Linked DNA regions of Triticum aestivum: region 2 is linked to region 1. The links are chromatin contacts, called in public Hi-C maps. All regions are on one chromosome and are shown on one strand. Each heading gives the region's core, a stretch centred on a gene start, on an enhancer-like site or on the middle of the called end of the contact. The rest is flanking DNA. Distances are from core to core; before and after follow the strand shown. Region 1 has its middle 45 kb from the start of LOC123123001. Region 2 holds the start of LOC123123003 (disease resistance protein RGA2).

The links. A called contact is a pair of places that touch in the nucleus more often than the background predicts.
Region 2: a contact with region 1 is called in a Hi-C map of leaf, with 3 times the contacts expected there. The contact joins the promoter of LOC123123003 here to the enhancer-like site in region 1. A contact is called at or near these places in 2 of 5 Hi-C or Micro-C datasets (both in leaf).

The regions. Positions count from the first base shown.
Region 1 is chr5D:483,240,330-483,247,848 of IWGSC CS RefSeq v2.1, reverse strand. It overlaps the pseudogene LOC123120957. Among protein-coding and RNA genes, the nearest start is that of LOC123123001, 45 kb to the left of the region's middle. Within about 2 kb of position 2,243, at least 6 of the 8 cell types and tissues checked have an H3K27ac peak or open chromatin away from gene starts, as enhancers often do. A contact at or near this core is called in leaf, where this site is marked.
Region 2 is chr5D:483,296,281-483,303,434 of IWGSC CS RefSeq v2.1, reverse strand. LOC123123003 (disease resistance protein RGA2) reads left to right here and starts at 2,659. Exons shown (of 1, transcript XM_044543399.1): 1 at 2,659-4,842. The coding sequence starts at 3,153. The coding sequence ends at 4,658. LOC123123002 (scarecrow-like protein 21) reads left to right here. Exons shown (of 4, transcript XM_044543397.1): 2 at 1-1,079; 3 at 1,183-1,202; 4 at 1,281-1,589. The coding sequence ends at 1,052.

The sequences.
Region 1 (7,519 bases), core at 994-3,493:
AAGAAATGTATCAAGACAATCATAAGTCAGTGCCAGTGGGGCACTACAGTCCTGCAGGTGTGCTAACTTCCTAGGAGTAATCAGCAAAGGCTGTGATGCACAGGTTCCAGTTAAGAGATAACATACAAAAAGTTAATAGATCATCAAGTGACAACAAACCATGAAACCACTATTTACATTTTTATTACTGGAGCTTCGTACTAATAATAATAGGATGTGGACCAGATGTAAAACTCGTTGATGCTACTGAAGTACTTGGCATGCAAGTCAATAAAGCCTAATCATAGATTAAAGTAAAATGCTGGAGTAGAAAGAATAGTAGGAAACTAACCTTTAAACTTGGAAATGAAGGGATCCAAGAGGTGACAAAAGGTGAAATCTCAATTAGTTCTTCATTGGATCCAATTAACGTCACTGTTCCATTAATAGAATCCAGTAGATATAAATGCCCAACACCATTAATCCCCATGATAATATGCTCAGCCCCAACGGAAACACCGTACATTGTCAAAAACTCCCCACAGCCACTCCTTGACGTGTCCCACTCAATACAATTAAGGCTTTCCACAATATCAATGTGACAGGCAAATATAGAAGGAACATGAATCCTAAAGACAGGAGTCCAGGTATCTGACAAATACGACCATATTTGAATGTCGAAACCATCAACATGGACATACAGGAAATCAGAATAATTCGATCGGCATATCTGTTGAAAACGCCATTCATATGACCCATTTGGCAGAGGGATGACAGATGCAGAACAATCCTCCATTGTGACTTTCACTAAGAATCCATCAATAGAGAGCATATATATAAAGCGGTTGACACACAGCGCAGTCTTACAGAAGGGCCCTTCCCCAAGAGAAATACCAACATCAGCGGTGTTTCTATACTCTATCCAAGTACCAGACTCAAGAACACATAACTGAATATGCAGAAGATTAGCCATGGCGATGACAACCACGCGGACTACGCTATCACCATCGAAGAGGTAAAAATCACCACAATGATGGCCATGAATATTTCGGAAAGGTGGGGCTAGCGGAAATGTGCAGAAACTCTTCATGAATGGATTGGAGATGGCGATCGAGTCTTCCAGTTTTAGAAGAACAGAGCCACCACGAATGTCTTGCGCATCTCTAAGACCACCCGAAAACGAAGTCAATAGGAAATTGCCAACATATGCAAACTCAGGGGGCAGTGGCAGCGGTATGAACTCTATATCATCCCCACCATCAAACTCAGCAAAAAACCCGACGAACTGGCTAATTTGTTTTTTTGCGGAAAGGGTCGAGGAAACCAGGATCTAAGTCTATACCAATCCTTACACACAAGCGAAGCATGCAGAAGGGTTGTTGGATCCTGGATATGGAGCAAGATATCAAACAACAAATACTTGATGCTGAAGGCCTGGTGGGGTTCCTGCGAGGCCTGCCCTGATCGCAGCCGTTTTGGTGACATCTCTGTCTCAGGTATGTCTAGGAACAAGACATTACAGATGTTACTTCCAATTTGTGGTTATCACAGCCATGCAACAATCAAACAATGCGTACACCAAGTCAACTAATACCAAACTACCAACAATCAGACAGTGCATACAGCAATCGTGACATCTCTGTCTCAGTCATACCAACAATCAGACAATGCATACATCTCTGTCTCAGGTATGCTAGAAACAATAAATTGCAAATGCCACTTCCAATTCGTGGTTATCACACCCATACAATAATCAGACAAGGCATACACCAATTCAACTACAGACTACCAGTGAGAAAATTACCAGCGGTGGAGAGGCGCCGCAGGGGAAGCAGGCCGCGGCGGTCAGCGGAGGCGGAAACACGGCGGCCTCGCCCCGGGACGGATGGCTCCGCGGCGGCGGAAGAACGGGGCCGGGGCGCAGCGGAGGAGGCCGTCGTCGTCGGCTGCTCTGCTCGTCGCCGCCGCGGGGGAAGGCCGGGGCCAGCAGGAGCGGACGGCCCCGCTGCGCACCGCAGCAGCCAGCAGCACGGGGCGCGGCGGCCAGGAATGGGGGTGGAGGGGGGGAGGCAGCGCCGGCGGACGGCGGCGGACTGCAGGACAGCAGGTTGAGCGCCGCTGCCGCCGGGATGATGGGGAGGTGAGGGAGAGTGGGTGGAAGGGTCGGGAGGTTTCTGGAGACGGGGGGGAAGGGGTTTGCTCCGGGCGTACGAAATTACGGCAGGCTTGCTAATTTCGACCAGTTTTCTTTAATTCGGGAGGATCCATGGAACCGAAATATCATCTCACCAGCTCAAAAATAAAAACATCTCACCACGGCGTCCGCGTGGCAGGCCTGGCCCAGATAGTATTTCCATAGCGGTTCCTCAGGCCCATAGAATTCAGAGAAAAAGAAAGAGGGCCCAAGATGCAACGGGACACTGTAACGCAAAGCCCACCGCGCTGCTGCTGGATAGGGAGGACTTGAATTGATCGCTGGTCCTGCGTACGAATTTCGTGTTTTTCAGGACACTAGTAACCTGTACATTCCCCTAAAAAAATTAAACATGTATATTAATTGCATGTAAATATTAGGTAGGATATTATTTCCGGATTAATTGTGTGATTGGCGCTAATGTTGATATTTTGTCGATATTAATTGCATGCTAAACATGTTAAGCACTCATCATTGGAGCAGTCCAAATCGTTGGATTGACCTGATTTGATGGTCGAGATTATTTTAAAATTATGAATATTTTTTTTCGAAACACAAACATTTTCTGAAATTTCCCAAAGAATTTGAATTTGCAAACTAATTGGAAAACATGCACATTTTAAAAAAATGAAAATTTTATAAAAATAGGGACATTTTTGGAAATTTTTGAATTTACTTTGAATTTATGATAAAAGTTAAAAATGTAAACATTTTTTGAATTTTGATATTCTAAACTTTTTTGAATTGTCAAACATTGTTTCTAAAATAGGCGGATAATTTTTGAAATTCTAAACTTTTTTGGATTTCAGAATAAAATTTGAAAACAAGAACATTTTCTAAAAGAATTGAACAAATTTTGAAAAATATGAACATTTTTTAAATAAAAAATAAACTTGAAAATGAAAATTGGAAATGAAAGAAAATAAAAAAGAAAGTGAAATAGAGAAAAGAAAAATGAGGAAAAGGAAAGAGAAAATAAACAAAATAGGAGAAACAAAAAATAAAAAAGAAACATAATAAGAAAAAAATACTTTCTAGAACATTTCCAAAACCGGAAAAGCACGGCTAGAACCTCTAGAAGGTTCCCTAAGCCGGAACCGCTTAAAAGCTTAAGAGTGAAAAGATGTATTCAAAAATAAGAAGTTGCAAATATTGGGCCACCAAAAATATTAAGAGTATCTGTTGCAACTGGGTCAACATATTGTTTGGTAGTTCTAATAGTATACCCACATAAAACATAAGCAATGCTAGTATACACGCGATGGAGTATCTACTACTCTTAAAAAAAAGAGTTGGCGATGATGGTGTGCCTGCCATCCTGCAATATAGACCGCCCGATTTATATCTGATGGATATGAAGGAAACTATGCCAATTTTGTAAAAAGATACCCACACCCCTCTCCACATTTGCAAATAAGGCCTTCCCTCATTCATCCTTTTTCTCTCACAAGATAAACTACTCATATAAAAGCATCTTGATGTTCCCTACCTACCTCTTGCTTTTCTCTCTCAACTTTTTCATCGAAGTAACCGGCTCCTCTACAAGATCCCATCATGGTCTGCAAGCAGCCATCTTTTTCATCTCTCTTATCCACATCAATCATTCCTCATACGTGGATAATAGGGTAGTTGTCCATGCTGGAGCGTAGTACATGCTCTCAGCCTCCTCTCCTCGTCCACCCGCCATCGTAGAGCTCGATAATTTCACTATGCATGAAACATGCTAAGAGAGACATCTCGACTAACATGCAACCTCCCCCCCCCCCCCCTAATCAACAATACTACTAATAAAATAGTACTACTAATAGAACAATGGACAAAAGGCATGCATTTGTGATAAACAATTATTCTCGTCTCCGGGCAGATACACTCTTATATGTTCTTTGAAAATCCACGTGTTGGCACCATGATTGTGCCTCCGTTTGTTTGGATTGTGGTTATGACAAAAGCGCAAGTGGGCTGACTATGGTTGTAAAGCTGTTGTGCTAGGGAAGAGAGTGTGATGAGGCTTCTTTCTTTGGTACAGTACTACGTCTTACAGTGCATGTGAGTGGAGAAAATATCTAATTGTAATTGGTTTGTCCTCAGTCACACACACACACATACACACAAAACAGTCTGTCATAATGTTGTTTTATATTATGCCACTTTGTAAGTAAATAATTTAGCCACAAATATTGATATATATTGTTTTAATATCTTTAGAATAATGATGATGAATTTGTTTATGGATGATGCTTGCAAATTAATTTTAATTGATCTTGACGTTGTAGATGAACACATACATCATGAATATCAAAGGTCCCCTCTGAAAGGATCGATATAGTTGACTAGAGGGGGGGTTGAATAGGCAACTAACAATTTTTAGCTTTTCTTTACCAATTTAAACTTTGCATCAAAGTAGGTTGTCTAGATATGCAACTAGGTGAGCAACCTATATGATGCAACAACTGTTGGAAATATGCCCTAGAGGCAATAATAAATGGTTATTATTATATTTCTTTGTTCATGATAATAGTCTATTATTCATGCTATAATTGTATTGTCCGAAAATCGTAATACATGTGTGAATACATAGACCACAAAGTGTCCCTAGTAAGCCTCTAGTTGACTAGCTCGTTGATCAATAGATAGTCATGGTTTCCTGACTATGGACATTGGATGTCATTGATAACGGGATCACATCATTAGGAGAATGATGTGATGGACAAGACCCAACTTAAGCATAGCATAAAAGATCGTGTAGTTTCGTTTGCTAGAGCTTTTCCGATGTCAAGTATCTTTTCCTTAGACCATGAGATCGTGCAACTCCCGGATACCGTAGGAGTGCTTTGGGTGTGCCAAACGTCACAACGTAACTGGGTGACTATAAAGGTGCACTACGGGTATCTCCGAAAGTGTCTGTTGGGTTGGCACGGATCGAGACTGGGATTTGTCACTCCGTGTGACGGAGAGGTATCTCTGGGCCCACTCGGTAATGCATCATCATAATGAGCTCAATGTGACTAAGGCGTTAGTCACGGGATCATGCATTGCGGTACGAGTAAAGAGACTTGCCGGTAACGAGATTGAACAAGGTATTGGGATACCGACGATCGAATCTCGGGCAAGTAACATACCGATTGACAAAGGGAATTGCATACGGATTGATTGAATCCTCGACACCGTGGTTCATCCGATGAGATCATCGTGGAGCATGTGGGAGCCAACATGGGTATCCAGATCCCGCTGTTGGTTATTGACCGGAGAGGCGTCTCGGTCATGTCTGCATGTCTCCCGAACCCGTAGGGTCTACACACTTAAGGTCCGGTGACGCTAGGGTTGTAGAGATATATGTATGCGGAAACCCTAAAGTTGTTCGGAGTCCCGGATGAGATCCCGGACGTCACGAGAGGTTCCGGAATGGTCCGGAGGTGAAGAATTATATATAGGAAGTCCAGTTTCGGCCACCGGGAAAGTTTCGGGGGTTATCCGTATTGTACCGGGACCACCGGAAGGGTCCCGGGGGTCCACCGGGTGGGGCCACCTGTCCCGGAGGGCCCCGTGGGCTGAAAGTGGAAGGGAACCAGCCCCTAGTGGGCTGGGGCGCCCCCCTTGGGCCTCCCCCCATGCGCCTAGGGTTGGGAACCCTAGGGGGAGTTCCCCCTTGCCTTGGGGGGCAAGGCAACCCCTTCCCCCCCTTGTGGCCGCCGCCCCCTTGAGATCCCATCTCTTGGGGCTGGCGCACCCCCCCTCCCAGGGGCCTATATAAAGGGGGGAGGGAGGGCAGCACACAACAGCCTTGGGCGCCTCCCTCCTCCCCTGCAACACCTCTCTCTCTCGTAGAAGCTTGGCGAAGCCCTGCACGAGACCCGCTACATCCACCACCACGCCGTCGTGCTGCTGGATCTCCATCAACCTCTCCTTCCCCCTTGCTGGATCAAGAAGGAGGAGACGTTGCTGCACCGTACGTGTGTTGAACGCGGAGGTGCCGTCCGTTCGGCACTCGGTCATCGGTGATTTGGATCACGGCGAGTACGACTCCGTCATCCACGTTCATTGGAACGCTTCCGCTCGCGATCTACAAGGGTATGTAGATGCACTCCCTTCCCCTCGTTGCTAGTAGACTCCATAGATGCATCTTGGTGAACGTAGGAAAATTTTAAAATTATGCTACGATTCCCAACAACAACAACAACAAGCACACGAGCAAGCAAGGGATATATCACAAATAAGCTTGCAAAAGTAAAGGCACGAAATAACCAAGAGTGAAGCCGGTGAAGACGAGGATGTGTTACCGAAGTTCCTTCCCTTTGAGGGGAAGTACGTCTCCGTTGGAGCGGTGTGGAGGCACAATGCTCCCCAAGAAGCCACTAGGGCCACCGTATTCTCCTCACGCCCTCACACAATGCGAGATGTCGTGATTCCACTATTGGTGCCCTTGGAGGCGGCGACCGAACCTTTAAAAACAAGGTTGGGGCAATCTCCACAACTTAATTGGAGGCTCCCAACGACACCACGAAGCTTCACCACAATGGACTATGGTTCCGCGGTGACCTCAACCGTCTAGGGGGCTCAAACACCCAAGAGTAACAAGATCCGCTAGGGATTAGTGGGGGGAATCAAATTTCTCTTGGTGGAAGTGTAGATCGGGGCCTTCTCAACCAATCCCAAGCAAATCAACAAGTTTGATTGGCTAGGGAGAGAGATCGGGCGAAAATAGAGCTTGGAGCAACAATGGAGCTTTTGGGGGAAGAGGTAAGTCAACTTTGGAGAAGAAGACCCCTTTTATAGAGGGGGGAACAATCCAACCGTTACCCCCCTAAACAGCCCCGCAGAGGGCGGTACTGCCGCAGGTGGGGGCGGTACTACCGCTGTGGCCAGCGGTACTACCGCTCCCCCTCGCGGTACTGCCGTGCAGTCTGGGAGGGCTGGTGAGAGAGCAGGAGTTGGACCCAATGCGGTACTGCCGCGGTGGTAGGGCGGTACTACCGCTCATGAGCGGCACTACCGCTCTACTGCCGCTGCTTAGTGCCGCACAATCCGACACGAGAAGCGACCCCCTCGAGTCGACGCGGTAGGAGCCTGGTACCGCAGCGGTACTACGGCTGAGGACCCACCGGCGGTACTACCGCTGCCGAGCGGTACTGCCGCCTGTGACTCCTAAGCGGTACTACCGTTGGGCACAACGGTACTACCGCTGGGACCAAACGAAGCACATAGGAAGGGGAATGAGCTCTCCATTGAAGCGGAAAGGCTCAGAGGGTGTGAAAAGGATGTGTGCGTGTTGATTCCACCCTAGCCTTACCAAAGCGGACCCCCTCTTGATAGTATGGTGACTCCTACAGAACTAGTTCACCAAAATAG
Region 2 (7,154 bases), core at 1,410-3,909, 55 kb before region 1:
TATTGATATCTGAGCTAGGTCAGCTGGTGTCTGTCTCTGGAGATCCAATGCAACGCCTAGGGGCATATATGTTGGAAGGCCTTGTGGCCAGGCTCTCTTTCTCTGGAAGTAAGCTGTATAAATCCTTGAAGTGCAAAGAACCTACAAGCTCTGAGCTCATGTCTTACATGCATCTCCTCTGTGAGATCTGCCCGTTCTACAAGTTTGGTTACATGTCGGCCAATGGTGCCATAGCAGAGGCTATCAAAGGCGAGAACTTCGTTCACATCATTGATTTCCAAATCGCACAGGGGAGCCAGTGGATAACTATCATTCAGGCTCTTGCAGCGAGGCCCGGGGGTCCACCATTCCTAAGAATCACTGGTATAGATGACTCAAACTCTGCTTATGCCCGAGGTGGTGGACTGGATATGGTTGGGACAAGATTGCATAGCATCTCTGCTTCGTGTGGCCTTCCCTTTGAGTTCAATGCTGTCCATGCTGCTAGCCATGAGGTTTATATTCAGCATCTTGACACAAGACCTGGGGAGGCTATTGTAGTGAATTTTGCCTATCAGCTGCACCATACTCCTGATGAAAGCGTGAGCGTGGAAAATCACCGGGACAGGATCATAAGAATGATCAAGAGCCTGTCCCCTAGGGTGGTGACTCTTGTTGAGCAGGAGTCGAACACAAACACAAGTGCATTCTTGCCAAGGTACTTGGAGACCCTCGACTACTATACGGCAATGTTTGAGTCAATAGATGTTGCTCTACCAAGGGATGATAAGAGGCGGATTAGCACGGAGCAACACTGTGTGGCAAGGGATATCGTCAATTTAATCGCGTGCGAGGGTGCTGAAAGGGTTGAGAGGCACGAGGTGTTTGGGAAATGGAAGGCGAGGTTTGCAATGGCTGGATTCAGGCCGTACCCGCTGAGTTCGGTGGTGAACAACACCATCAAAACGCTGCTGGATAGCTACCACAGTTGCTACAGGCTTGAGGAGAGGGACGGAGTCCTTTACCTTGGTTGGAAGGGCAGAGTGTTGGTCGTGTCTTCTGCGTGGTGCTGACATGTCTTGAGGAGAAGCTCATGTCATGTATGTACACTGTTTTTATTGTTGAAACTTAATTCTTGAGTGATTCGTGTTACGTCGATCCACGATATTTCTATAGCCTGACTTGTCCTTTACCCAATTTCAGATGGAACCTGAGCTTATCAGGTCGGTTCAGTTTTCTGTCTGCTCACTGGCCATCTAATTCACTGGAACCTGAGCTTGATTGATTTGTCCTTTCTCCAGTTTCAGATGGAACCTGAGCTTATATAAGGGCTTTGCTGCTTGTCTGCACCAGGAGTTGCTGTGATGATACCGCGACAGCCGTGACTTAGAAGAAGGCATAGTGATTAAATAAATAAATATGTTCATAGCTAGGAATTTGGTGTGTTGTGGTTTGCTCCCGTTGTTCTAGGATTGACATGCTTGTAATATACTGTACTACTAATTAGAGGATGTTTAGAGACGATTAAAGGGTATGCAGGCACAAGAGGCGGCTGTTGCATGTGTCCTCACTCTCGTGGATTTGTGTGATGATGACGTGATGGTTTATTACGACCTCTTCTGCTGCTTGCTGCCCTGAAATAATACTACAGTACTGAATGTTATAGCGTACTGATTCAGGAGAAAAGTCTAGGAAATATGTGATGAACCTGTGACGTACTAGTATAATGCCGCTCTGGAGGGAGATCCAGCTCACATCCAAATCTGTGCAATATGGAAAGCTCTCGAAGCTCATCTTCTCTGATACTTCTTCAAGCTAGGAGTGTATTTGTATTTGAAAAAGAAGGGTCTTTGGAAGAATTACCAACAATCCTCTGCGCTTCTCATTTCTGGTATGTGTGATACAGTTTAACTGAACACCGCACGATTACAGTGACTGATTATACAAGAGTAAGAATTGCTGAGATGATCAGTGTGTTACTAACTATGACAGCAAAGGGAGCTGCGAGGAGCATATACCCATCTGTAATAAGATGGCCTAAATTTCTTCTTCCTTCCCATTATGGTCTAAATTTTAAAACAGCCAAATTATCTTCTAGACCATGTAATAAGATGGCTGTCAAAAAAGAAGAAGAAATAAAGGCTTGCATTGGTTGCTGGAAACAGAGCATGCATGAAGCAGCTCCTCTGTTTCCGCTAGCTGCATCTGCATGCGTGCTCTGTTTCGTCCCTGGTCCCAGAGTACTTCATTCCATAAAGGCCATCTTACTATCTTAGGCATTGCATTCTGAATTTGTGATTCTTTCTCGTTACAACCATAACTGAATAATCTCCGTGTCTGAAAAACAAGCAACCTGTCGTCATGAGTTCATCTGAAATAATGATGCCTGCACGTCCTTACTGCCTCTTTGAAACAAATACTATATATTGTACGTAGCTGTTACAGTGTAGTATGCTATACAATGCACCTTCGACCAATACTATGTAGGCTTTGCAGTTTTGGACTTCACGTGGTTATTTTCCTTTATTCTTACCGGGTGCTTAATAGTTACTCCCTCCGTAAACAGATATAAGACGTTTTAGATCACTATAAACTATTTACAGAGGAATATTACGTAAAACAAAATCGTGAGTGGCCATGGGTGCTAAATTTGTTAATGTTTTGGAGAGCTTAGCATCCGAGTAACGATTGATATTGTTCAGGAAAATGCCCATGATGACCTGTGCTACGATGTTCTTAATCTTTGCAGTAAGAGTATGCAGTGACAAGTTTTGTGGAAATCTTATTTGGTTGGTGAGCCATCTTATTATTTTTCTATCCCATCAGTAGCTGTCTTTATTTTGTTAACTTTTTGCTCATCTGCACAAAATAGAGAAACATCAAAATAGTCTGAAAGTGACACTCTTGTATTTGGTCCACATGGTTCTTCCAGCTGCATTCTTTACAATGTATAAACAGAAGACTGAAATAAATACTTTTTGTGGTGTAGGAATATTCAACTGTGCGAACTTCATTCAGTCACCGATTATGCTTTATTGAAAAGGTCATGCTTCTGGAAGACTGCAGCCTTTATTGACCGACCCCTTCATGTCACCTCCGGAATCGTGTTGCTGCTCTTTGCAAATTATCTTCCATTCGTCATTGCTCCCAGGGAGGTCTCATCTCAGCTCAGCATGGAGGTTCTGATTTCAGCAGTTGCGGGCGATCTTGTCGGCAGGTTCATCTCTTTCCTGGCTCAAAATTATGGCACCCACACATGTGAGGAGGAGGATCGTAGAAGGTTGGAACGCATCTTGCTGAGGATGCACACCGTTGTTGAAGAAGCAGAGGGGCGGCGCATCACAAATCGAGGGATGCTCCGGCAGCTGAAGGCGCTCATCGAGGGTATGTACCTTGGGTACTACATGCTGGACAGGCTCAGGGTCCAGTCCCTTGGAGAAGAGAGCGTCGAGGATGACGAGGTGAGTTATCGGAGCCAATCTTTTGCCGTTTCTACTTTTAATACCGCCAAGCGCCTTCGTTTGGCTGTTGCTGCTTCTATAACGAAGAACACACCAGTAGCATTTGGGGCCGGGAGCACAACAAAGTTGAAAAGTGTTCTTGAAAGTTTGGAGGCTCATACCGCAGATATGAGAGAGTTTGTGATGCTCCTTGGCAGCTGCCCTCGCCTGTCTCGCCAGCCATACGATACATATCTACACATGGATAAGTGCATGTTTGGTCGCCACATCGAGAAAGAGCAACTCCTCAACTTCTTACTATGCAGTGATGATAGTCATGACGGAACAAATTTCTGCATCCTTCCGATCATCGGCCCGTGCAGAGTCGGAAAGAAAACTCTGGTGCAACATGCTTGCAGGGATGAGAGGGTGCGGGGTCGTTTCTCCCACATGTTTTTCTATAAAGGCGATGACCCGCATATTGGAGAATTTGCGGCGAACTGCAAGGCAGGCTCGGGGAAGTACTTATTTGTTGTTGATTTCAGCTGGGATGTGGATGCGGTGGCATGGGAGAACTTCCGATCATGCCTGCAGAAGATGCCAGGTGCTTGGAGTAAAATTGTAGTGATAGGCACAACAGATCAAGTTGCTAAAATGGGAACTGCCCAACCCATCAGGATGAAGAGTTTGCCCCAAGAAGAATACTGGTACTTCTTCAAGGCACTTGCCTTTGGAAGCATGGATCCTGATGAGAACCCAAGACTGGCATCTCTGGGAATGCAGTTGGCTACTCACCTAAATGGATCTTTTCTTGGTGCAAATATAATTGGTGGGGTATTAAGAGCTAATCCTGATACTAAATTTTGGTGCAACATGTTACTGAGGATAAGAGAACTAGTTCGGACGCACGGCTCCTTCGGCATACACCCCGAGGACCTTTTCGAGAGAAATATCCCTGTCAACTTCACCAAGTCGTCCTATGTGGGGGCTAAGATTCAAGGATGTTGGGCTTACGATTTGAGGGAGACTGGCCCGGAGCAAAGTGAGCTGCCGAAACTGACATGGCAACAACTGCTAACCGGTGCTGAAATTCCTGATGATGAAGACAGGTTTGATGTGTTGGCATGGAGATCTCGGATCCCACCTTACCGCGACTACATCGTTACTTTTGAGAAACAGAAACCACGTCGTAAGGTCAGCAGGAGGAATCATCTGGCGCCAAGAAAAACATCGGCATAAATGTTAATCTGGCAAACACAAGTGCAAGGATGAACTATATATGTCCTTATCCTATAGGTCAATAGGTCATTATTCTGCTCCTGTGTTTACTCATAGCTGTATGTACCTGCCCATGTTACTGTGGAGATGTAAAATGCCATCAGTGAATATTGAACTCTCTTACTGCGGAGACAAGTCCATATTTTACCTTGCTCAGCCTTTTGGTAGAGTTCAAATGCAACTCTCAACTCTAATACAATCTTGTATTGCGTGGTGGCCATGGTCGTTTTAGAAGGCTTCTCCCTCGCGCAGGCCGCCGGCCATGTCATCCGACGCCATAGCATGAGCGCCTGCTGCTGTTGGAGATCACTAACAGCTTCTCCTTTTCACAACCGCTTCACAGCTCTCGGCCATTTCTTGCTCAGCTTCAGACTCTTCACGCGCTTCCTCTGACTCCATGATCAACAACTCCAGTCGTATCTCCGTAGTGGCAGGGGCGGATCCACCACAGGTCATGGGTGTACAGATGTACACCCAAAAACTCGTGCAAACAAAAATATAGCTATACATATGACAAAAAAAAAAGACTACGCAGCAGCCTACCTAGCCAACAGGCCAATAGCTTAGTTGGCAGCAGCCCTGGAGCAGCAACCAGTCACTTGTGCGCAGAGCTCAGTGCCCTCACGCATCGAAAGACTAGTCCATTGCTAAAAAAAACTCATTCAGTCCAAATCAGCCGCCAGTCGGCGCCTGAGAGGCTGACGCGGATGACCACGGCGGTGCTCGGTGCGGCTGTACCGATGGAGAGCTCGACCAAGCTGCCGACACTGGATGGGATGGATCCCCATGTTCAAAGCCGTACAGTACGGCAGTGCCATGTCCGCCGCCGTTGGTGCCAATACTGCAGTACACTAGGACATACAGGTGACGGGTCATCCGGTGGGGATGAGCGGCGCGAGGGCCGCCGTCAAGATTGTTGACGCCGGGCACGTCGGCAAATTTGACAAATTTGACCTATAGACGAAATCAAATCACATAATGAACTGTCCGTGAAACTATTTCACGCGACTGACCCGTGGCGCCTAGCTCTCAGGCGCTGCACTAGTGCAACGCCTAGGAGCTAGGCGCTACACTGTATAGTGTGGCGCCTAGCTTTCAGGCGCTGCACACTGACTTAGTAATTTTCGGATCACACGGGTGCGACGCTGGCCGTGTAGCGCCTATCTGTGAGGCGTTGCACAGTGTAGTGTGGCGCCTTCGTGTCGGGCGTCACACAAAAAGGTCAGGCGCGTGAAATAGTTTCACGGACAGTTCATTTTGTGATTTGATTTCGTCCATAGGTCAAATTTGTCAAACTTGCCGGGCACGTCTCGGTCTTGTTCCAACTGCCAACAATCTCAATCCTAAGCCTAAGGTGAATCCCATACAGAGTTCCAATATGAAATTGCATTCGCTGATATGAATTTAGAGAGTCACTGTCCTGATCTAATTTGATTGATTTCATTAGCAATAAAAACAGTAAAAAAAATTGAAGACTAGGCTGAAACAGGAACAAATGTCGGTTTTGGCTGGAATTTTTTTTTGAACACCCAAAGTTGAATTCCTGGATCCGCCACTGCGTAGTGGCCATAAGTTTACGGGCCCGCACCATCTCGTTGCACACGCACATACAGCTCCGCTTCAGAAGTTTTCCGTCGTAGAGTGACCCATCATTCCTCAACTTATAGAGCTCATCTCCTGAGAATTCCTGAAATAAGCAACCATGGGCGTATTTACATGATGCGACGTTCCTTTTTTTTTGACAACTACCTAATGCAAAGTTCCCATCAAGTGTAATGTACAGCAGGAACATGGTAAGGGCAATTTTAAAAAAGTATTACTTGGTCTATGATTTACCAGTTCGGGATATGCTTCGTCGTCGTCATCAGGGAAGATTAAAATCTTCAAAGCTGTCGCAAGTTTCATCGCGCTCCATCCTTCGCACTGAATGCCGGATACCTCTTGGAGGATCTTACCGCATCTTTGCAAGCATTCAGAATGCTTGGTCCCGCATACCAACTCGTAGTCATACAAGACACATGCATACTCGATAATCTTGTCATTACCCTGGCAGGATATATACAAGGAAGCAAGGGACATTGCATGACTATTAATGCTGACCAATTTTGCTTCAGTGATTGCAGAAAAGAAAACATCTACACAAATAATATTGCATCGAAAACTTCGGTCACTGCAGCAAACTACTGGAAAGTGGATGACAGGTAGGAGTATAAAGCAGTCTGGGAGTAGTGATTTTTTCCGAAACTTGGTTTTTGGTCTCTTATTTGGTTTTTGATTTGGTCTCTGTATGAAGGTTTGGTCTCTATTGGATTGGATTGAGAGATGGAAAACCAGTCCGGTTCGGTTTGGGTTTGGGTTGTGCCCAAGAACCGGTGCAAAGTATATATGGTATGAGGCCGAAAATCGATAGGTTAGTCTGAGCCGCCGCTGCCCAGACGTGCTAGGGTTAGGGGCCAT